Regions from separate parts of the Mus musculus genome. Here region 2 is linked to region 1. The links are chromatin contacts, called in public Hi-C maps. All regions are on one chromosome and are shown on one strand. The core of a region is the stretch at or near the end of the contact, and the rest is flanking DNA. Distances in the headings are between cores, read along the strand shown.

Evidence for each region. A called contact is a pair of places that touch in the nucleus more often than the background predicts.
Region 2: a contact with region 1 is called in a Hi-C map of bone marrow-derived macrophages, with 4 times the contacts expected there. The contact joins the promoter of Arhgef10 here to the enhancer-like site in region 1. A contact is called at or near these places in 4 of 39 promoter capture datasets (the 3T3-L1 cell line, embryonic stem cells, liver and 1 more), 14 of 484 Hi-C or Micro-C datasets (8-cell embryo, the G1E-ER4 cell line, the N1E-115 cell line and 9 more), 3 of 115 datasets of contacts at active chromatin or transcription factors (bone marrow-derived dendritic cells, bone marrow-derived macrophages and embryonic stem cells) and 1 of 9 other capture datasets (adipose tissue).

What each region holds. Positions count from the first base shown.
Region 1 is chr8:14,856,904-14,862,224 of GRCm38.p6, forward strand. No RefSeq gene overlaps it. Among named protein-coding and RNA genes, the nearest start is that of Cln8, 29 kb to the right of the region's middle. Within about 2 kb of position 2,713, at least 15 of the 459 cell types and tissues checked have an H3K27ac peak or open chromatin away from gene starts, as enhancers often do. A contact at or near this core is called in adipose tissue and bone marrow-derived macrophages, where this site is marked.
Region 2 is chr8:14,908,457-14,913,777 of GRCm38.p6, forward strand. Arhgef10 (Rho guanine nucleotide exchange factor (GEF) 10) reads left to right here and starts at 3,207. Exons shown (of 29, transcript NM_172751.3): 1 at 3,207-3,307.

The DNA.
Region 1 (5,321 bases), core at 1,463-3,962:
GATGGTGACCACGGTGCACCCCACTAAGCAGGAAGCTTTGGCTAATTGGTTTGTGATCTCCTTGTGAATGTCCTTAGAATAAGCAATCACGGAATTCCTGTTTATGTCTCTCTTACTTCTTCACTTTAATTAAGTCCAGAGAACCTGGGGGCATGTGCAGTGTTCTTCAGACCTCAGCAGAGCCTGGTCAGAAAGAATGCACAGATCTAGTTCCCCTGAGTATCTGCTGTTGAGTCAATAAACATTTTAAACAACTTTTGTGTGGTGAAAACTATACTAAAAATACTATAGTTTAAAAGCAAATCGTGAACCCTGCATGGGGCGTCTTAACTGAGGTCAGGTATCTGGTTGGGCCAGATGTTTCCAGGTGGTTGGCATTTTATTCAGGAAGGAAATAAAATCCCACACAGATTGAAAAGTGCATAGAAACTGTATTCAAAGCAAAGCAATAGAAAAGAATGTACTGTCATGCAGAAGTAGACAGCAGGGCCCTGATTATTATTGGGGGGGGGGTTGCCTTTATGGGAATTCCAGTAAGGGAAGGAGGAGTTTGGTTATTGGGGGTGTAGTGAGGGTGGTTCTCTGTTGTCATTGATAAGATCAAGTTATAGAATCCTTTCCCTATTGCACATGGTCTTTCCCATAATGCATCTGATTTTAATCATATGCACATCCAATCATACATAGGCATAAGATGTTAAATAGGGGATTCTTCCCATAATCTCTTCCGGGGACATAGTTTTGCCTTACTGACTATGCCTCCCAAAGCAGTTCAGGCTGGATCAGCCTTTCCAGTCTTTTTGTCCAAATACCCTAGGAAGATATTTGAATAGTTGCTAAGTTTGGTTGCTGTTGGAGGAGGTGAAACCTAGCCCGCTGTTTAGAGAGGAGTGTCCAGATAGAACCTATGCCTGCTTGCTTTGTCAGTCCACCTCTCAGGCCAGTTTACCCCAGAGGGATGGTCTGTAAAGTGCAGCTGGCCTCTTTAGTATTAGTCAGGATGTCAGCTACAGCCATTTTCAGCAATGGCCATGGATGCCCACAGACAAAGTAGGGGTTTCCTGATGCCCAGGAAGGTGAGAGGGTGCTGCATTTCTTGTCTGATGGCACTGGCAGAGCCAAGGGAGATGTCACACATGTGAGCTCTGGATGTGTGTCCCAGCCAAGGGACACTAGGCCTTGGCTGCCCACTATTACCATGAAGGACACCTACTCTTTATCCCAGAGTGGGTGTGGCCTTGTCGGCGTTACCTCAGTACAAGCAAGCACAGCCTAGAAAGCAGTCCTTGGTAGAGCAGGCTGGTAGTACACACTTGCCACAGCTAGGAAAGCCCATCTGGTGTTGCCTCAGCCTCCCAAGTGGTGAGATTACAGGAAGGACTACCATGACCAATTCAGACTCCCTTGTTAACATCTAGAACCCAATGTCTAGTCCTTTTGTAGTTGCATAGTGTCTCACCTTAGAGCCAGGCTGGTCTGAGGCTGACATCCTCCTGCCTCATCAGAATGATAGGGTTGCAGGCATGGGCTGCTGCTCACAGCTTCAGATGCATCTTGGGACTGCTCCCTCTTTCCTGAGGAAGAAGGAACTCTAGGCCAGGCTTTCAATGACTCCTGTGCTTCCAGTAAATATAATTGTTTTCAAAAGCTTCAGTGCAGTAAGTTATTTAATCTGTATCTGAAAGGTGGGTTTTTTAATTTGGTTTCAGTTGTTTTGGGGGTTTTTTGGTTTTTTGTTTGTTTTTCTTTTTTCTTTTTTTTTGGTACTTGTTTTTTTCCTGGAATTAATAAATATATTTCTGAAGATGTAATTGCATGAGATATTCTGGACACTCCAGAATTTTCTAAAGGCTTTATATCCATGAGCCGCACTAGCAACTGCTTGTGTTAATATCCTTAGTTCAGTTCTGTCTACAGCATGATCCATGGAAGCTCTCAGAGATGAGGCAGGAAACTGGATTTGAGGTTCATTCTTCCCCCAGCTCATTCTTAGGTGCTGGGCTGGGCTTTCCCACGTGAAGAAATAGAATCATGAAGAAATAACGCAGGAACTCTTCATTGGAATTAAGAAACTAACACCAAGACATCTGTGTAAGGAAGATTTATGAGTGGCCAGCAACTCAGAAACAAGTTTCTTTCTTCCTTTTTTATTGGGAGGGGCAGGGTGCAAGACAGGGTTTCTCTGTGTAGCCCTGGCTGTCCTGGAATTCACTCTGTAGACCAGGCTGGCCTTGAACTCAGAAATCTGCCTGCCTCTGCCTCTGAGTGCTGGGATTAAAGGTTTGTGCCACTGCCCCAGGCCACAGGTTTATTTCTGAAGTCAAACATTTTATCAGATGTCTAAGGATAATTTTGAGCCCTGAATAATGAACTTACAGCAGTTCTCAACCTATGGGTAACAACCACGGGGGAAACACATATTTCTGATGCTCTTAGGAATGGAGACACCACTCAGGAGTAAAATTACACTTATGAAGTAGAAAAGAAAATTATTTTATGGTTGGGGGTCACAACATGGGGAACTGTATAAAAGGGTCGCACGCAGTATTAGGAAGGTTGAGAACCACTAACTTCAGGTACAAGTTTAAAAAAAAAACAACAACACATACCCACACAAACAAAACAAAAACAAAAACAAACCCTCTGCTACACCAAGGACTTCTCACAAGAGGGCACTGTGCCAACATCCCAAGCCACAGATTTCCTTCTGCCTGGGCTTCTGCTACAATCAGAAACAGGAACTGCAATAATTTAATTACATCAGCCGATTTTATCTTTATTTGGGGTTTTGTTCAAAGATCTTGAATAAGCAGGAATTTAAAAAAAAAAAACACTGTGTTTCTAAATATGATTGGTTTTTATATAAGCTGCCGGTCATAGCTGCCTGCCGAGTATGAAATATTTATTATCTCTGGTAACTTGTCGGAAGTGGCAAGCATTGGCATAGAAAGTCTGTTTCACAACAGAATAATAAGAAAATAAGTATGAGACATAGAGTAAGGAATGGCTGAAATCTTTTCATTTTAACTCTTACTAAGCAGTAATCTGAGTATTGTGAGGAAAGCCTATAGTTCCAGCACTTGGGAAGTGGAGGCTGAAGGTCAAGGTTGCCCTTGGCAATAATGAAGTTCAAGGCAATAATGAAGTTCAAGGTCAACCTAGGCTACATGAGATCATATCTCAAAACAGCAGCTTGACCAGGAAGGGCTTAGTCAGTAAAGTGGCTCCCATCCATCTAGAAGGACCTGAGTTCAGGTCCCCCCACACCCGTGTAAAAGTTCAGTGTGGTGGTGTATGCATGCCGGTAACTCCAAAGCTAGATGACAAGGGACAGAGACACATCTCCAGAGCTTGCCAGCCTGCCAACCTACTTAGTCAGTGAGCTCTGGATTCAGTGAGAGACTCTGTCTCAGTGGTTTTCAGCCTTCCTAATGCTGCAATCCTTTAATACAATTTTTCATGTTGTGGGGAGCCCCAGTGTCTTAGTCAGGGTTTCCACTGTTGAGAAGAGACACCCTGGCCAAGGCAACTCTTATAAGGGGCAACATTTAATTGGGGCTGGCTTACAGGTTCAGTCCATTATCATCAAGGCAGGAGCATGGCAGCATCCAGGCAGACTGGTCCTGGAAAGGGAGCTAAGAGTTTTACCTCTTCATCTGAAGGTGGAAAAGGGAAGAGTGGCTCCCATGTGGTTAGGAGAAGGGTCTCATTGCCTACCCAAAAAGAGACACACTGCCTCCAACACGGTCACACCTCCTAATAGTGCCACTCCACGGGCCAATCATGCTCAAACCACCGCACCCAGCCATAAAATTATTTCATTCCTATTTCATAACTGTAATTCTGTGACTGCTATGAATCATGATATAAATATCTGACAGACAGAGTATCTGATATGTGACCCCTGTGGGGGTCAAAGCCCACAGGTTGAGAAGCAGTGTCATGTCTAATCAAGGGGTAATCAAGGCATGTCACCAACATTGACTTTTGGACTTCATCATACAAACCTGCTTGAGGAACAAAACACACACATAAACTAATACATCTCGACCTCTTCCCTGCTATTTTGTACATGGAAAATTCTCACCAATGGGCACTGATGAAGGACAGGCTCTCTGCTTCTGCTGTTGCACAGGGACAAGTTACCCTGGCAGGGATGCATGTTTGGGGTACACACATGGTACTGTGCACCTCCTGGAGTCCCCACATAGGCTCCCCTGCTCTCTGAGTGAAGATTTTGATCTCATTTTGCATCATTAGCCATTTCATTGAGTCCATTAGCTTGAGCCAACCATCTGCACCATTCTACACACCGGGGAAAGAAAGGAGAACAAAAAACGGAGATGTAGAGGCAGAGGATGTAGTAGAGAGACAAAGCTGTCTTATGTACAGTGGAAAAGTGTGTAAAACTGTGGTTTCCCACTTACTACACATTTGTGTTTGGTCTTAAGGTAGGACGTTAATAAGAATCAGTTATATGGGGCTGGAGAGAGGGCTCAGCAGTTAAGAGCACTGACTGTTCTTCCAGAGGTTCTGAGTTCAAATCCCAGCAAACACATGGTGGCTAACAACTATCTGTAATGGGATCCAATGCCCTTGTCTGGTGTGTCTGAAGACAACTACAGTGTACTCAGATATATTTAAAATAAATAAAATCTTTTTTTTCAGAACAGATGTATTTTATAAATTAGGTGTTTTCTTCATTTACATTTCAAATGCTATCCCAAAAGTCCCCCACTCCCCTACCCACCCACTCCCACTTCTTGGTCCTGGCATTCCCCTGAACAGAGGCATATAAAGTTTGCAAGACCAAGGGGTCTCTCTTCCCAATGATGGCCGACTAGGCCATCTTCTGCTACATGTGCAGCTTGAGACACGAACTCCGGGGGTACTGGTTAGTTCATTTTGTTGTTCCACCTATAGGATTGCAGACCCCTTTATCTCCTTAGGTGCTTTCTCTAGCTCCTCCATTGGGGGCCCTGTGATTCATCCAATAGCTTACTGTGAGCATCCACTTCTGTGTTTGCTAGGCCCCCGCATTGCCTCACAGGAGACAGCTATATCAGGGTCCTTTCAGCAAAATCTTGCTGGTGTATGCAATGGTATCAGCGTTTGGAGACTGACTATGGGATAGATCCCTGAGTGTGGCAGTCTCTAGATGATCCATCCTTTCATCTCAGCTCCAAACTTTGTCTCTGTAACTCCTTCCATGGGTGTTTTGTTCCCAATTCTAAGAAGGCACAAAGTGTCCACACTTTGGTCTTCGTTCTTCTTGAGTTTCCTGTGTTTTGCAAATTGTATCTTGTATCTTGGGTATTCTA
Region 2 (5,321 bases), core at 1,957-4,456, 52 kb after region 1:
CCCCCCCCCCCGGGTAATCACACCCCTATGCTATTCCAAAGACCACCTGCCCACTTCAAAACACGATCCTCCTTAGTACAAACCCTCCTCAAGCTAGCTCCCTAGGCTCGTTCCTACCCCTGTGCAGACGTCCCTGTTGGTCCCGTGCCTCAGGTACCACCATCAAATCCCCGTCCTAATTTCCCTCCATGAAGGATCATGACCTGGGAGGTCTAAGCTGAAATTAACCCTTTCTTCACCAGGTCGCTTTCAGTCACTTATCATAAAAGTAGAGAGCAGACTAGAACATGGGAGAGCTTGGTCCATAAGTAATGTCCAGAACTATAAGTAACTGATTTCTGGTTACTACAGATGGCCTGTTCTTAGACATCATCATCACAGCAACATGAAATGGACAAAGGCACCAATGGGGGGAGGGACATAAAAGTATTTGTATGTATTAGTTTCTTTTCTGATCACTAACTAGAGGGGACTTAAAAGAAGAGGGCTTTTTGGCTCATGGTTTAAAGGGACACAGTCTGCTGTGTTGGGGAAGGCATGGTGATTGGTGGCTCCTCGGTGGGAGTATGTGGTAGCTGCTAATTACATGGTCCTGAGCAATCAATAGAGCAGGGAGGAGGGTTTGAATATATATCCCAAGGCCCACCCTCCTACTAACCCTCTTCCTTCATCTAGACCCCATACTCTATAGATTCACCATCTTCCCACAACAGTACCACTACTGGGGACCAAGTTCTGAAACACATGAACCTGTAGCGGGGGAGGGTGCATCTCACACACAATCCCTAACAGTGTGGTAACAATATCTACCCAAAGTGTGGCTTGTCCTTTCACTTTAACCATGCCCTGAGGTGAGTGGGAATTTTAAGTCTTGATTAAGGCCATTTAGTGGGTTTTTGTTTTGTTTTGAGAGTTTCGTGTGTTTTGTTTCCTTTCAGGAGATCAGTAGGATATTCTCCCACGTTTTCTTCTAGAAACTTTAAAGTTATTTCATTTGATTCCAATACTAAATTTTTAATATGCGTATTTTCTGTAACCCCCATCCTTACACCAGCTGGTTTACTTGGTAACGCTGTTTACATGCTTAGGGCAATGCCGAATGGGTGGAGAGAGTTGACATCTGTAATACACCATTCTCAGCATCTGACACATCAACAAATGGCCATGGGCGTGACCCAACTGACAGCCACAGAACATTACGTCGGCAAATGCAGAGTGTGGGTTTGACTCTGTTATACACGCAGCTCAGTGCTCACAGGTCATCTGCGATGCTCACAGTACCAGGCATGCAGTGTCGTCATGAGGCTTAAAGGTTAAAATCATACAGTGGAATTAAGCTTTACATATGTAAGCACATATATTTATGTATTTATGGGTGCATTTACATACTAATTAAAAGAAAATCCCTCAGTGTTTGATAATGAAGCCTAACTAACTGTTCTTAGTATCCCATGGGTCAAAGAAGACCTAAAACAGAAAGTCTCAGATTCCTGCCTGTGGACTTACAGACGTGGTAATGTGTGATACTATAATAGATTGGTCAGGACTTGAGCCGGTCCAACTCCTTTCTGACTAGCTTCATCCCGAGGCTTCCTAATGTAATCCTTCTCTCGTCTACAGCCTTGGGGGGAGAGAGGATGCTGTGTGCTCTCTACTCCAGCGGAGAACACTGTAGTACAGACCTATTTCCTCTCACAACGCTCCTTAGAAAATGTCCTTCACGACTCTAGTCTGGGAGTTCTTTGGGTACTTTACCCAAAGGTCTTCCACAGAGACAACAGGAATGTCTTGTCATTTCAGACAGGTCTGAGAGTTCAACACAGTCCACTCCTGTAACTTTAGTGAATGCTACTTCCAAACAGCTATGAGGTGTCACCGTACCTAGGCTATAATCTGACCTACCTAGTCATAGTCTGTTTGAGAAATGTCTAGCTACAGAGCATACCAGCTCTATAGACACTTACTGTGGAACAAACCTCTCTCTGAACTCATTCTGTAACTGAGTGGACTTAGAGACTTAAGAACCCCGGGGTTTCCGCAACTTCTATGAACCATGTTGGTGGGAGATGTGACAGTCCAGTATGGGAACATGTTTGCTATGTGCCCTAGCCGTGTACCAGTTAGCACTTTGATGGGTGTTGCTTTCCTTTAATAATTTAATGATTTGCTTCCCTCTACATGCACAAAACAAAGGTTCGTGCTAAGCACATTCAACTGCCCAGAAGGGCTCTTCCAGAATATCCCAGCACTTTTCTATGCAGACACCTGCAGGCCTTTAATATCACCAAGGCCCACATTCTTGGTCTTCACAGCGCCTCCCTTTCCAGGCTCAGCCATGAGCAGAAAGGCTAGCTAAGCTCTCTCCAGCATCGCTTCCTGCATTTAGAGAGCTATGGAAAGCTGGAACTCCGGTTCAGCAAACAAGAGCCTCCCGGTGACAGGCAAGCTGTAATAGCGCCTGGAAAGGTATTGAGCTGAGGTCACGGTTGGTCGGCATTTCTATTTCCTGTACTTGGCGGGACGAGGAGCCCCTGACCCTGACCAGCCAGGACCGCCTAGGCTGGCAGGGTGGCTCTAGGTCGGATGGGTTGTTCTCCTGGCATCCCCTACTTTGTAGGTCTGTAAGGAACAGTGGATGCTGGGTGTGGTATCCGTTCTGTGCCCCACTGCCCGTGGGACCCAAGATGGGAGAGGTGGTCAGGGGGAGAAGGGCCAGAGATGGAGTGAAGTGTTGTTCAGTGCCCCCTTCCCACAGGAGCCCTGACCAGGATCTGCAGAGAGCAAGCAGACTCTGGGGTCACGATGGGTGGAGTGTCTGTCTTGTGTTCCCTGCCAGCGACAGCGCAGCTCCCAGTGTCTAACAGAGGGCGGATGATCGGGAGACACAATCTGGCCCCGCGCCATTTCCCAGTGACCAGGAGTCTGAGGGGAGAAGCGTCCACTCTGGGGCACTACAAGCTGGTGTCCTTTCTGTGCCCCCTCTGTCCCCGGGGGCGCAAGGTAGGCAGCATCCCTCCTACTCACGGCGCGGGGCGTTAGGCTGGGGGCGGGGCGGGGAGGGGAGGGGGGCTGATGGCCACGTGGCCTCGCAGGAATGCGCTGGCGCGAGGGTCGGGCGCGGCCGAGGAACGGGCAGGAACGCTGGCCAATGAGCACGAAGCACGGCCGGTTCCGGCCAATCATGGTGAGGTGGGAGGGGCTTCCCTGGCGGGCGGGGTGGGAGCGCATCGCGGGCGGGGCGCGCGGGGCGCGCGGGGGGCGCGGGACAACTGGCGGACGCAGACGGCGGATGGCGCCCGGTCCCTCGGTGAGTGAGCACGGCGACCCCAAGTCCCGTCCCAGGCCGCTTGCACGGGTTGCTTCTTTGCTTTAAAAGTTGCACTTCTACCCAGGTCCCCGAAGTAGCTAAACCCCACCCTGGGTTTGCGGGACTGCGCACAGTGACAGACGGCAGCGAGTAACCACCCCCCAACACCAGTTCAGCGCTGTCTCTGGCACAGGACGGCAAGGAGCTCCCAACTTCAGTTTCAGTTGCCCCCAAATCTGGCCGGTGTTTCCTTCTCTAGGCCCAGCAACCCCTACCCGACCCCCCGCTTTAGTGAGTGTCTATGGACATGGGGGAAGCAAGAAGCACCCACAAATTTGCAGGTGGCCCCTAGGCACAGACAGAAGCAGCCCCTCAACCTATGCCCTAGGTGTTCTCAGGCATAGATTCAGCGGCATGCAGCCTTCCCTTTCAATGGTTATCCCCAGACACAAGGCAGCAAAAAGTCCCCCAACTTCGATGGGTGTCCCTAGACACAGAGCATTGAGCAGCCGCCCAACTTGAGTGAATCTTCGGCCAAGACAGGAGACAGTCCCCAGCATCACTGTGTCCCATAGCCTGAGGGTAAGGCTCAAGGGTATGTGCAGTAGGGACCTGCAGCCTCTGACCTGGAGATGTGGGGTGAAAGGGTGAAAGGTCGCTGAAATTGCATGAGAGAAGTCATCTTGGGATGTTTGAATTAAGATCCTTAGGATCCCCTTTAGGGTGAAGTTGTTGCTGGGGTAAGGTTTTTTTGCTACCCACCATTGCTCAATAATTAGGGTAGATCCTGATCTGGTGTGCAGTAAATAAAAGCAGGTGGTTGGGCACCCTGGACACTGTGGGACACCATGTTTTGATTTCCCAGAGGGCAATAGACATGCTTGGTGTGAACTCTAACGTAGGATGCATCTCAGTTACAGCCTTTGCTGGAGGAAGAGGTTCTTCTGGACTCAAATGGCAGCAATCTTTCCTTCTTTTCTTTGGCTGGACCACACAGTAAGCTGTGTAGCTGTGTTTAGAATCTGGGCAAGGGACAGCATTTCATTGTCAGGTGACTCTTTCTTGATTCTAGGTCCTCCCTCGCACATACTCAGCAGGTGCTCCTTACTACTGCCGAGCATCTTGCCAGGCAAATGCTCTGTTGCTGAGCTACGCCCACAGCCTTGGTTACTATTAAAAAATCTATTTTGGCACTCGAAGGTCTGAGTTAGAAGGATCTTGAGTCTGGCCAGCCTGGGCTCCAATAATGAGATTTTTTCATATAAACAAGAAGGCAGGACTGGGGTGTGGCATGCAGCAGGCTGGGTTTGATCCCCAGTAAATGCTGAATTAATACATAGGTAAAGGTGTTGTGGCTTGAATGAGGATGCCGCCCCCCTCCACAGGCTCCGATGCCTGAATTCTCGGTTCCTAGTTGGAGTGCTGTTTGGGTAGGTTTAGGAGGTACGGCCCTGAAGGAGGATGTATGATCTTTGACGTTTCAGAGTTGTGCAGTATTCAGATTATGTCCTCTTCGATTCATGCATGTCTGCTGGTGGCTCCAGGTGTATGTTCTCAGTGTTCTACTGTAGCCACTGTGCCCGGTGCCATGCTCCGCCCATCCCTGTATGCTCCGCCCATCCCAGCATGCTCCGCCCACCCCGCAGTAATGCACTTTTATCCCTCAGCAACCAGATGCCCAAATAAACTGCCTTGGTCATGGTGCTTTATCACGGCAATAGAAACATAACTAATAATAAATATTACAAAAATTATATATATATATGTACACATATATGCACATATATGTGTACATATATATAATACCGACTTTTATCTCGTCCTTCAGGACCTGAAACTCCCTTCGTTAAAAACTGGTCTGTACGATGACGCTAACGAACCAAATTGCGCAGCTCTTCCTTCTGATTCCTCTTCAAATACCTATTTTACCAAGAATAACTTTTATTAGAAAAGATTGTTCAAGTTTGTACTTAAGTCTCTCTTTAAATGTTTACCACTCCTTTCTGGCCCCAAG